2 separate regions of the Rattus norvegicus genome follow, and region 1 is linked to region 2. The links are chromatin contacts, called in public Hi-C maps. All regions are on one chromosome and are shown on one strand. Each heading gives the region's core, a stretch centred on a gene start, on an enhancer-like site or on the middle of the called end of the contact. The rest is flanking DNA. Distances are from core to core; before and after follow the strand shown.

Evidence for each region. Hi-C and Micro-C count contacts between places; a contact is called where the count stands out from the background.
Region 1: a Hi-C map of liver shows a contact between it and region 2, with 3 times the contacts expected there. The contact joins two enhancer-like sites. A contact is called at or near these places in 2 of 12 Hi-C or Micro-C datasets (hepatocytes and liver).

What each region holds. Positions count from the first base shown.
Region 1 is chr4:180,299,140-180,305,716 of GRCr8, reverse strand. It overlaps a transcript of Lmntd1 not described here. Among named protein-coding and RNA genes, the nearest start is that of Tuba3b, 17 kb to the left of the region's middle. Within about 2 kb of position 3,771, at least 2 of the 93 cell types and tissues checked have an H3K27ac peak or open chromatin away from gene starts, as enhancers often do. A contact at or near this core is called in liver, where this site is marked.
Region 2 is chr4:180,062,901-180,069,167 of GRCr8, reverse strand. No RefSeq gene overlaps it. Among named protein-coding and RNA genes, the nearest start is that of Lmntd1, 61 kb to the left of the region's middle. Within about 2 kb of position 4,762, at least 7 of the 93 cell types and tissues checked have an H3K27ac peak or open chromatin away from gene starts, as enhancers often do. A contact at or near this core is called in liver, where this site is marked.

The DNA.
Region 1 (6,577 bases), core at 2,522-5,021, 240 kb before region 2:
TGTCTCTCATCTGCTGCTCACGTGATTGCTGGTCAGAGGAATGGGATCCGAGTCCCAGCTCTGGCCCAGGTGGAGACATGGCATTCCGAGCTGCTGAAAAACCGTATGCTTGCCGACTAGCAGAGGCATGCTGGTGTAGGCTAAGTATAATTGCTTCTTCCTTTAAGATTTCATCCAAATGGGCCTGTCAATCGCCCGAGTCCTTCAGGAAAGCTGTGTTCTAGAGAACTAGTGCAAAGCTTGCCTAAAGAGGTAGTTGCATCTCCTTCTGCTGTCCACCCCCACCCCAGAGTGCACTGCTCTGCTGGGTCCCTGGTCCTTTGTCCATTCTTACCCTGTTGGGTCAGTGTTTTCCTCTGCAGGATCCCTGTGGCCACTGGCCCCTCCCCCCCCTTAGGAGGTGTCCCACCCTACTCTGTAATGAACCTTGACTGGCTCGCACACTATGCTGAGTGTCTCTTTCCAGTTCATTTGATGGAGACCTGCAGGATGGGAAGCTGAGGACAGCACCAGATTTCATTCACATCAGTAAGGAGAGCCTCCCCGGTGCGTCTCTAAGGAAGTAGAAGCAGAGAGCAGACAGGAAGGACTCAGCCGTAAGATCTCACAGCCAGACCTTACATAGTTACCTCCCCTGAAGTTTTCACAGCTTCCCCAAACACCACCTCCAGATGTTCAAACACATAAGCCTGTGGGAACACGGCATACGAAGCCACGCCTGGCAGATTTGCATGCAGAGGGTGATGAGGGACATCCTGAAGGAAGCAGGGACAAACCAGAGAGGACTTGAGCTCATACAGGTCCCAAGTGTCATGGCTGATCCCACACGGAGCTCGAAAGCTAATGCGAAGTGTGCTGGCTGTTTTTATACCAGCCTGACTCAAGCTGGCGTTTCCGAGACGAGGGACTGAGAAAATGCCTCCATGAGGTCAGGCCACAGGCAAACCTGAAGACCATTTCCTTAGTGACTGGGGTGGGAGGCCCCAGCCCGATGTGTGGCGCCACCCCGTGCTGGTGGTCCTTCATTCTAGAAGAAAGCAGGTTGAGTAAGCTACAGGAAGAAAGCAGCGCCCTCCATGGCTTCTCCATGGGCTTCCTGCCTCCAGGTTCCTGCCCTGCATGGCTTCCTGCCCCGACTTCCTTTGACAATGATCCGATGAAGGAGAAGTTGTGAGTTGGCTTTGGTCAAGGTGTGGCATCACAGAAATGGTAACCTCGTGGGAGGGACTCAGACAGCTACTGAGCCAGGGAGCTGGGGCTCCCATCGTTTTCTCAGAGGAGGCCCGACTCCATGGCTTGTGCGCCCAGAGCGTCCTACCCAGCGCCCGCACATCAGCAGGTATAATCATCACATTGTTACTATGATCTGACAGATTGGCGTCTGTGGAACGCTCGATACCTGAAGATAAAGGAGAGTCCATTAGGAAGATACAGCTAGATAGTGAAGGCCTCTGCCCATACTGACACGTGGTCCTGGAAGGAATTCTGCTAACTGAATCCCGAGACTTCTGTGACAGCCTGAGAACAGTTAACACCCGGCCAAGCAGGACTCTCTTGGCTTTTGGGGTGGTGTGGATGAAGCTACAGCATGAGGCAGATTTTCTACGAAGAGAATCATTTATGGAGTGCCTCCTGGGTCACTGTCGGAGTTTCTCTGAGTAGTTTGAGCGTGCACCTAAGTAGTAAATAACAGACAGAGGCAGGAAGACGACGGACGGGGACAAAGCGGAGAATCTGCCTGATGAGATGGGGTCCTGAATGCACGAGCCCCATGACACAGGACCTCAGACAAACTCCACAGCATCCCGGTGCCTCTGCGGTTCTGCCTGCAAAGCATAGATGCCGGCTCCCACTTCCTGGGGGCTGACAGAACAAAATGGTAGAGTAACAGACAATGGAATGCCTTCTAAGACTTAACGGATGTCCAGTGAATCCTGCTGTTGTTCCTGGCGTCACTGTTATGTTGCTGTAGTGTAGCTTTTCCTCTCAGCACAGCAAGACTACACCATCACCGCCATGGAAACCGAGACGACTTGGCCCCGTAGCCATGACAATCAATAAAACGATACAGGATTTATGGCGGAGGGTAATGGTAACCCACATCCTTAGTAAAACTGGGAAGGCAGAGCCTCTAGGCCCTCACATCAGACTCCGCCCACTGCTCCCTCCTATTCCCTGGTTGGATGTGGTCTAGCAAGAGGGATACTAGAGTAAACAGGGAGCAGGAGGCCAGACAAAGGGGTAGCTCTCAGGTTGTCATGGTGGGCCTTTTTGGTGATACTGTTCTTTTTTGTGTCGGCGGAAGCTCCTCTAAGAATGCTCTCGCTCTACAAACAGGCCCTCAGACTCACTGTTCATTAACCTGGGATGACTTTGCTCTGTTCTAGATTGAGTTCCTATCTGGGGTAAACAGACCTTTGTTCATGTCTCCCCATGAGAAGTATTTTGACCCACGCTCCCTCCTGACAGGGAACTCTCCAGTCTGTGATCTCAGACTTGTTCACAGGGCCTGAAATAAACCACTGCATTGCACTGCACTCTTAGATGTCCAACTGTGGAACTTTACTCTTCCTCCAGAAGGCGTCGGAGGGAGCAGGACCCTCACTGGTCAGAGAATGAAACAGGAAGTTCCTAAGTGGTTGTGTGTGTGTTCATGAGTGTGGTACATGTGTATGTGTGTGGTGCATGTGTGTGGCAGCACCTGAGGATGGCACCACAGGTTGTCCTTTGTTCTGTTTACACACACACACCCCACAGGAACACACATATACCCTCACCACACACAGGTACACACAAACATATGAACACACGCATCATATACACATATGCACTATACACACATGTTCGCAGACACAAGAACACATGCACCATACACCTACACGCACCACATACACAGGAACACATAAACACACACCACACACACACACACACACACACACACAGGGGAACATATGCATATGCATTACAAACACAGTCACCACAAACACATACAAACACATGAATACATGCAGCACACACACATGTGCACCATACACACACATATACAAAGGAACAAATACACCACACCCACAGGAACGCATACATACCTGCATCATGCACACACATGTACAACATATACCGGAAAACATGCACACACTCATGCACCACACCTATACACATGTACCATACAAATGCACCATACATACACACATGTACCACACTCATGAACACACACACATTAAATAAAATTGAGAAATCTGTTTCATGCTTTTCCATAGACATATTTCAAATGCCAGTAACCCTGAGTGACAGCTGGCTCTTGTCTTGAGCAGCAGAGGTGTGAAATATTTGGTCAACATTGAAAGTCCTATGGACAGCTCTGTCGCAAACTCACTATGCAGGTTTCGTTGGCAATTCCATCCCTGCCTGTCTGATGAGGAACATCAGTTTCCCTCTCTTGCTTTTATCCCCTGGAAGAGAGGCTCTGGCTTTTGGTGCCTTATTCTTTCCTCTGTCTACAGCACCTACTATGTGCTGTAAGCACAGCTAACTCACATTTGTTGGTGTTTTAGTAGGGATGGAAGATTTGGGAATTGCTGATGTCTAGAGTCTTACAGATAATAAGGAGAGCGGAAAGAGGAAGCCAGGTTGGTAGATCCTGGGCACAGCTCACTCGGGCACATTGTCCTGCTTCAGCGTTTTGTCACAGGCGAGTCCTGAAGCCCTGGGTGGAATTATCTTGGCTGGAGCTTCTGTGCTAGAGTAAACAGAAATCTGAGTGTGTCAACAAATTATTTAATTAATCAAAGTAGGCGGGCTGGAAGGCAGAGCAGACTGTGTGCTGAGGACAAGTCAGCTGTGGGGGAGAGGAGAGTGAGAGCGAGGTGTCACAAGTACTGGGGATGGGGACCGGAGCACAGACTGGGGTGGGGGGAGGCTGTGAAACCAGAAATGAGCTTAGCAAAACAGCACCGTGTTACTCAAGAAAATATGCATTTGAAGCAACCCCTGAGCTCAAACATAAATTTAAAAGCAGAGACACCAAGCCGTCATTTCAGACCAGCAGCGGCGATCAGGAGCAGGAGCAGGATAGAGATGGCTTTAAGATGGGGCTCGGCTCCGCACCCACGTAAAAGAGGCAGTTACAGTAAAGCGAACGGGACCTGAGGTAGAAACTCTGCAGATGGCGAAGGCATGAAGCTTGCCTGGGTGCCAGCTCTGGGGGTGCTGTATGTTCCACTCCAAGCCAGCAAATATGGAGACGTTGCAATGCATTAAATAGGCTGCGTACCCAGCTCAGCACATCGTTGTCACCAAGCGGTCCTGAGATGGAGAGGACAGTCAGCTGGCTCTCGGGTGACACCGTACACACTCCTCATCCAGACCAGCGGTTCTCAACCTTCCCAACGCCGTGACCCTCAGTACAGCTCCTCATGTCTCGGTCACCCCAGCCATAAAATTATTTTCTTTTCTACTTTATAACTGTGATTTGTTACTGTTATCAACCATAATGTAAATAACTCTGTTTCCTGATGGTCTTAGGTGACCGACCCCCGTGAAAGGGTTGTTCAACCCCCAAGGGGTCACAACCCACAGATTGCGAACCTCTGACCGTCTTAAATGGCTACCTGCTTCCAAAAAGGCAACAAAGAAAATTATATTTTTGGAGACACTTTAATCAAAGGTGGCAGTGTCTTCGAGCAGGGTTTGTACCAAAGGGTGTTCTGTTGGACTTAGTCATGTCACTTACCCCAAGCCATCACCCATTCAGTGTATCTGTGTGCTTTCCGTTGGAGCCATTGTGTCCCATTGAGAAGTCAGAATGCAGGAAGCAATCTGCACAGGAGAAGAGATTATTTTGACTCACAGTCTTGGGGATTCTGAGCCTACAGCGAGATAGAGCATCACCGATGGGTGTGCCTTGTGGAGCAAAGCTTCTCACCCCATAGAAACCAGTAAGCAAAGGGAGGGTCAGACTGGCCCCTCAGTAGTCCCTTCCAGGGACTGTCCTCAGTGACTCAGCGTCCTTTTCCTGAGCTCTGTCGTCCAAGGTTCCACCAGCTCCCAGGAGTCACCATAGAAACCAAGCCTCTAGCATGGGGGCCCATGCTTAGAGGAAATCATGTGTGCGAGTGTGTGTGTGCATGTGTGCATGTGTGCATGTGCATGTGTGTGCACACGAGTGTGTGCATGTGTGCTTGTGTGTTAGATATAGGTGGAGACTGGAGAGGGCGGAAGGACTATGAGAAGGAAGTGAAGACAGAACTCTGTGTTTCACAATCATTGAGTAGCTCAGAGGGTTCAATAATCGTGTTCGGGGAGAAATTGGAGCCAGAGCTGGCCTTGAATATGTTAATAGTAAGCACTGCTTATAATTTAATATATACAACTATGTATTCTCGTGTAATACACACACACACACACACACACACACACACAAGGACCATGTGCCAACAGTAAGTAGAAATGTCCTTCACATTCCAAAACTAGGAATATGACATTAAGATTTCTTTATTTAATAGCAGAATTAAGCCACCTTTATTTATAAACTATGTGCCAAGATAATTTTAAAAGACATCTATATGGAATTTACTATAAAAAACAAGAACGTTTTTAAACCGATGAAGCGTGCATATCGTTTGGAGCCACATCCAGCTGTTGATTACATGATTTTTTTAAAAGCCAATAATTATTTCAATATTCATCTAAAATATCCTGATTAAGTGAGAAGGTAAACAAATCTGCCAGCAGAAGATGGAAGGGACGTCTATATGTAAAAACGGGTACTCGAGAGAATTACTCAAGTGCTTGAGGGGGAATTATGTAAATATCATTTTTCAAAAATTTAAATGTAAAAAAGTTCCAAAAGTGGCAGACTATTACGTTATAAATATGCATCACTGTGAGGCACTACTGAAGACATTACACGTTGCTCCTTAGGATAAACATCCAATGAAAATAGAAACCATTTTCAAAGTGCCCTGATTGCCAAGTGTTTAAGGCAGCCACAGCCCACCGTCTAAAACAAACACAGACATTAAGGTGAGAAGGTGAGGGAAACGCACTTTCTTTTTCCTTTTTCTCCAATGTGCTCCTTCAGAGTCAGGAATTCCCATAATACCAATGGTTCTTAAGTGGTCTGCTAGGCTCGGTGAGAGAGAAACTGTCTCCAAGAATATACATGGCGACCTGTGGCCCACACACATGTGCACACACTTGCATACGTGAACATCACTGCTCCACATACACACAATTACTTATAAAGCTGAGTAAGAAAGGATACTTTCCAGGACGACTCTCAAATGTCAATTCATCTCGCTGGTTTGACCCACGGTGAACGTGGCCTTGTGGTATCTGACTACGGGAGAGGCAGTGGGTTCTAGGGTTTACCTCCTCAAGCTGGGAATTTAAGATGGACGTCAAAACATGACTCGCTCATTTATAAACGGTGCAGTTAACACCCTCATTTGCACACAAGAGCCTGCGGTGGAGGAGTGAGTGAAGGACTGGGATTTAGGAAGCTTCAGCTTTCACGTTGGCTCTGCACAGCCAGCCTGTCTAAACCAAACCGTCACTCTAGGTGATTAATTTTATCTCA
Region 2 (6,267 bases), core at 3,513-6,012:
TATATAATAAATGAATAAATCTTTAAAAAAAAAAAAAAAAAGAACTGCTCGTAATGTTAGGAATCTGCTTCTCTAGAACCTGGCTGTCTCTCCATGTCTTTGCTCTGGTGTCAACTTTACCTGTAACCACTCCATTAAGACGACAGCAAGACAGGAAGCAAGAGAGTGTGGGGACAGTGGAGGAGAGTTGGTACATGACAAACAAGGCTGAGTGGCCCACACCTGTCATCCTAGTCATGAAGAGGCAGAGACGGGAGGATCTCCAGTCAAAGCCAGCCTGGCTTACAGAATGAGACTCTATCATCAAAACAAACCACACACACAAACACACACACACACACACACACACACACATACTCCCCCCAAAGCATACCAAGGTGAGTGGGTGTATCATGTGGGGGCCTGGACACTTGCGTGGTCTGCCCACCCAGCTACGTCTGGAGGTCATCTTGGACCACTGAGCCTCAGGGCAGGGAGGGTGAGGAGGTCTGTGATCCTGGCCTCAGAGCAGGAGGGTGAGGAGGTCTGTAATCCTGGCCTCAGAGCAGGAGGGTGAGGAGGTCTGTGATCCTGGCCTTTTCTTTCTGCCCAAGTGCACAGTGAGCTCACTCACTGCCCTGAGTGGTGTCTAGAGAATTAAAGGAAACAAGAAATGAAAGCACTAATTCTGGTGCCTCACACGCATAAATCCCCAAGTATGGAAGGACGAATGCTAGCACCGTGCTCAGTGATGGCCCACACAGTCGTGCTTGAATAAAAGCTTCCTGGTGTGGACTTGAAGGATGAATGACAGGAATTTGGTTGGGGGATTTGGGGGAGTTGATAAGCAAGTGGCGTATGAAGCTTCACGGGCAGGATATGCGGGGATGAAAATAGCCTTCCAGGCAGCTGGCAAACACCTTCCGTGGGGAGACAGTAAGACACGATGGTCTTCTTCCCATTTTCTAAAACGTCATCTCTCGGTGGCTCACGTGCCAGAGCATGTCAGCATCAGCCAAGAGCTTTGAAGAATGTTGGGTCCTAGGACCTCGTCACCACCATACACCCATCAAACACTGTGACTCAGTCCCATCCCTGTTGGAGCAGCAATACAGATGAGTAGTGCATGAGTGTGTGGTGTGTGTTTGTGTATGTGAGTGTGTGTGTGTGAATGTGAGTCTATATGAATGCATGTGTGTGTGTGTGTGTATGTGTGCACGCGTGTGTACAGATGTGCCTCTCTGTGCCTGAGACTTGCTCTGTGCAGAGTAGAGAACACTTGTTTAAGCACAGGACAGTTGCTGATGGGCTCTTCTGCCAGGGAGGTCAGCAGTAACAGAACAACACCAGTGCCAAACAAGGAAACCCAGAGAGTCAAGCACTGTGCTGGGTTTTGATTTTTTTTTGTTTTCTTAGTGGTTGAATATGGGTCCCATGTGGGCAAGAAAGACACTACTCCTGGGCTGTTAAAACATCTCCATCGGGGTTGGGGATTTAGCTCAGTGGTAGAGCGCTTGCCTAGGAAGCGCAAGGCCCTGGGTTCGGTCCCCAGCTCCGAAAAAAAGAACCAAAAAAAAAAAAATCTCCATCTATTACACTGATATTTTGTGATGTAGGCCCAAGAAAGTATTATTAAAAACACTTATTTCAATGCAACATGTAAACATTACTAACACCTGAAAACAGTGATGAACCTGGAGATGCTTCTCTTGACCGAATGGCGCCAGAAGGAACGGAGAGCCCAAGAGAAGCCGTGTTGAAAATGCTCTCTGTCATTTGGTCATCAGGCTTCCTGTGTCTCTGGAATGTGATCACATCACAGTTAAACATGTAAGAGAAAAGTAAGGCCTGGGAAGAGCTTTCAAAATGCTACGTCACCTGAGCTCCTCCCAGATCTAAGTTCCGGCACTACCTTACTATATTTTGAAAAAATACGGAGAAACCTAATGAAGGCAGCTTCAGGACCAGCAACACGGAGCACAGCGTAGAATGTCCGAAGAGGCAGTGTTGTCCCTGAAGCAACCGAACCAGGTTTGCACACAGTAACTGTTAGGGAGATAGGGCAGTGAAGGGCGTGTTCACACCATGTGACTTCCAGGCACATAAAGCACAACTACTTGTTGACTCTCAAGCCATGGGTTAGGAGAGAGGTAAACAAGTTCAATACAGCGTTTACTCTCGGGAAGAGGAAGAAGAGGATGAAGAAGAGGCAGGAAGTAGACTCTGCTTTATCTTTTGCGTTAAAAACGACAGAGTAAGCTGTTGTCTGCTGGGCTAGAGGGGCTACTAAAAGTGTTTACTCGTCTTGTGGAGAACCAGAGTTCGGTGCCCAGCAGCCATGCCCACCCGTGTCACAGGGCTCACAACTTCACAGCTGTTTTCAACTCTGATTCCATGGGAGTAACCCTCTGCTGGCCTCTGCTGGCAGCGCTCTCTCTCTCTCTCTCTCGCTCTCGCTCTCGCTCTCGCTCTCGCTCTCGCTCTCATGCTACTATGCATGTGTAATTTGTAATTTCAAAATCATTTAAAGGAATGCTGACATTACGACTTAGCCACACATTTTTATCTTAAAATAGAATTCTTTATCAGACTTTATAAGTGTGTGGGTTAGGAGTACAGTTCTGTTCCAAAGACATGAAAGACAGTATATTCTAAGCTAAAGTGAACTTTTACAGTCATGCAGCAAAAGACAGTAATAAATCAATACATTACCCAAACAAAATTGTGGGGAAATCGGGTAGATGGGCTATGGCGAAACAAGGAGACCGGGATAGAGTTCATGTGCTATCTGATGTGGTCTGCATCAATATATTCAAAACGGAAGATGACTCACCAGATAAAGGAAGGCTGGCTTCTAGTCTGGAGTTCCCTGGAAAGAGAGACCTGACTCTCACAGATTATCCTCTGATCTTCACACACACACACACACACACACACACACACACACACACACACACACACACACTGCAGTTTAAAATTCTAACAGTATAATAAGGTTTAAGCTGATAGTCAAAAGAATGCTAGGTGTGGTGGTTTGAATGAGAATGACCCCATAGGGTCATATATTTAAATACTTGGTCCTCAGCTAGTGCCACTGTTGGGAAGGATTAGGGAGTGTGGTGTCATTGTTGAAGGAGAGCGTGTCACTTGGGGGCAGCTTTAAGGTTTCAAAAGACTCAGACCATTCCCAGTGTGCCTGCCTCTACCTCCTGCTTGTGGATCAAGACCTGAGCTCTCAGCTGTTCCTGCCACCATTGTCCTCACCTTGGGGTGGTCTGTGTCTGGGGCTTCCAGAGGCCAAGCTGACCTCCGTGTAGTTTGTCTTGGTGCTTCCATGCAGAGAGGAAGGAGAGAAGTCACAGAAGAGGGGTGAGATAGCTCACAGAAGACGAAAGAGATAGCTCAGAGGCAGCAAGGGTCTGAAGCAGAGTAAAGGGTTCTGAGGAAGGCAGAGCCGCCCAGTCCAGAACACGGGAGGAGGCAGCCCTTCTTGCAAAGTGGTTTCTGGGTGCTTTGTATAACCTCAGATAGAGAGGGCACAGATAGGCCAAAAACATGATAAGAGCAGGAGATAAAAACTGGGTCGGACAGTTTTGGGGAAGAAAGGATACAAAGTGGCCACCTCTGAACCTTGTCCTGGGCTAGAAGCCAGAAAAGCTCCACTTGGCATTTATAAACCCAACACCTCAGACTGCCATCGTCCACATAGAACCTCTATAATCCATTCTAGGGCAGAAGCCCCACTTCCTACAGCCCCAACTCCACCAGCTATCCTAACATCAGTCAGAGAGATTAACAGGGATAAACACAGTGAGGAGAGTTAATCGATGTGCTGGAAAGAACAAACAGAAAGGTCCGGTGACCCCAAATTTATCTTCTGGGACACTGACAGGCATCTAAATAGAGGACACAGGCAGGTGGGTTAGAAGAAAGGGGCTGAAGTCTGTTGCAGGTCTTGATGCTGCCTAGTGACATGTTGGCCTTTGGGTTGGGCGGGGGGGGGGGGAAGATAACTGGTTTGTTTGTATATTCCAGAAAGCTTACTTACCTAACAGTCACCTGACACAGAGGTGATCCCTGAATAGCTCTCATGAGAACTAAAAATAGCCTGAGGTAATTAGGCTCCCGACCTAGGACCTCTCTCCTGTGCAAGATCACAGAAGTCAATCAGCCTCGGAGAATCCTTAACAGGGCACAGCTCTTATCTAAGAACTTAAGAGAGAGCAGCTCTCTTCACATCCTGGGGCAGGGAACACATTTGACATAAAAATACCCTCCAGAATGCCTTGTTCTCCATTTTAAGTGTGTGTCTCTTCCACAAGAAACAATGTAGTTAATAAGCCCAGCCCTGCTGTCTCTTGAGAAATGCTCTGGGGGAGCCACTCTTAAATAATGCACAGGTGACCTTCTGCAAGGTCACGAAGAGCAGAGTCTGGGGCCCCATAACCCAGGGTGTTCTGTGCAAAGTGTGCCCCGTGTGATTCTGACTGCGGCTGGATGAGCAGATTGCACTCGCCGAAGCGGGGGGTGGGGGGGAGTCCTGAAGGAAGAGCATTAGGAACACTGAACTAAACAAGTCTTAGCTGCATGGCTTCTAACGGGCCGATTGGCAGTCCCAGCCTTTCAGCGGAGGGGAGGCCTGAAGCGCCTTTTAGATTGATTTAACCACAGAACTTTTTTTTTTTTAATTCTGAATCACCTTGTAGCGAAACCAGATCCGTCCCACCTGACACGTGGGCAAAACCCAGCAGTGTTTTATTCAGTGAGCTGTCGACCGGTTACAACAGATGCCTCAGATTCTAAACCTCTGACTCCCGTCTCACCTTTACCCAACAGGCTGTATAGGGAGGGGGAACAAAGGCAGCCTGTCATTCTAAAGTCTAGCCTTGTCCCTGTGGGCAGGTGGTCAGTCTTCGTTCCTAGGTACATGCATTGTTGTTCATTAGAGGGAGGCTAGCCTATGACAAACCCACCAGGAGGCTAGCCTATGACAAACCCACCGAGCCCCGCATTCCTCCCCAGCCTCCTAGATTAAAGATCAACCCAGAACAAACAAACCATGAGCAGTGTGGAGTGTAGACTCCTCCCTACAGAAGGAGGGATAAGTGAGCTCCTACACAGCGGGTACAAAGTTGCCCCCATGCATAGCAACACGCCCATGACAGAGTGACGGCGGCTTCAGGAGGAGGTGGGACATGCATCCTGGTGTCACGGCAGTTCACTCCGAGGCAAGATGCCAACACGGTTGCTCGCAGATAGGATGATGTTGGGCCAGTGGCCCTCTCTAAGAACCACCTTCACCTGTTAAACAGAGGACAGTATGTTATACACACGGCTCTCATAAGAACTAAAAGTAATTAGACTCTGCCTAAGGTTGTGATATGAAAGTCCGAGATGGGCCGCAGGGCTCACTATAAACTAAAGGATAAAAGTAGATCAGCTCCTGAAAGCATTCTCGGTTTTCCTATTTTCTTTTAACTTTCATTGGCTCTCTGTGAATCTGACATCATGCACCCAAATCACTCGTCTCCCTCCCCCCACATACCCACCCTCCACCCTTGCAACCTCCCCCAACAGAGCTGCAGTGTGTCACAGTGTCCCACGGCACACCTTTTTGTCCACACTTCTTTGCTTGCAAACGTCCGTCACAATGACTCGTTGGTCTGGTTCGAGGCCTCTGGCTTCCACTACTCTGTAGAGAGTAGAACCTCACTCTTGGATATCCTGTTGTCGCCCCGTGTCGTGGAGATCTGTGCTGTGGATGGGTAGGACCAGCACTTCATGTACTGTAGTCGTTCATCGATGGCTTAGACGTTGGGCTGGGCCAATTCAAAGTCCCGATCTGGGCCTGAGAGGTATCTGAGAGGCCTCTCCTGCTCCCACAACCAGGCCAGCTCTACCCTGCTGCCCACTCTCTAGAGCATGGCAGTCAGTGAGGGACACGTCTGGCTCTCCCACTCTGGTGGCCTCAGGGCCAGCTGTCCTGCCTACAATAAATGGCAAGGGACGAGGGAGGGGAGGAGGAGGGCATTTCTCCCTCATCTACACCACTGCCACCCAGCAGACAAGATGCGGGGCTGGCTCTCCTACACACCCACAACTCCCCATCTAGGGCCAACTCCGCTGAGTCCTGCATCAGGTAAGGGACAGGGACAGATCTCCTGCTATCATGACCCCATTCGGACCAACTCTCCAGCTGGCCACTGGTGGTGAGGGCAAAGTGGGGTGGGGGATAAATGTCTCCCAGATACCACCGCGTATCAGACAAGAGGCAGGGGCTACTCTCCC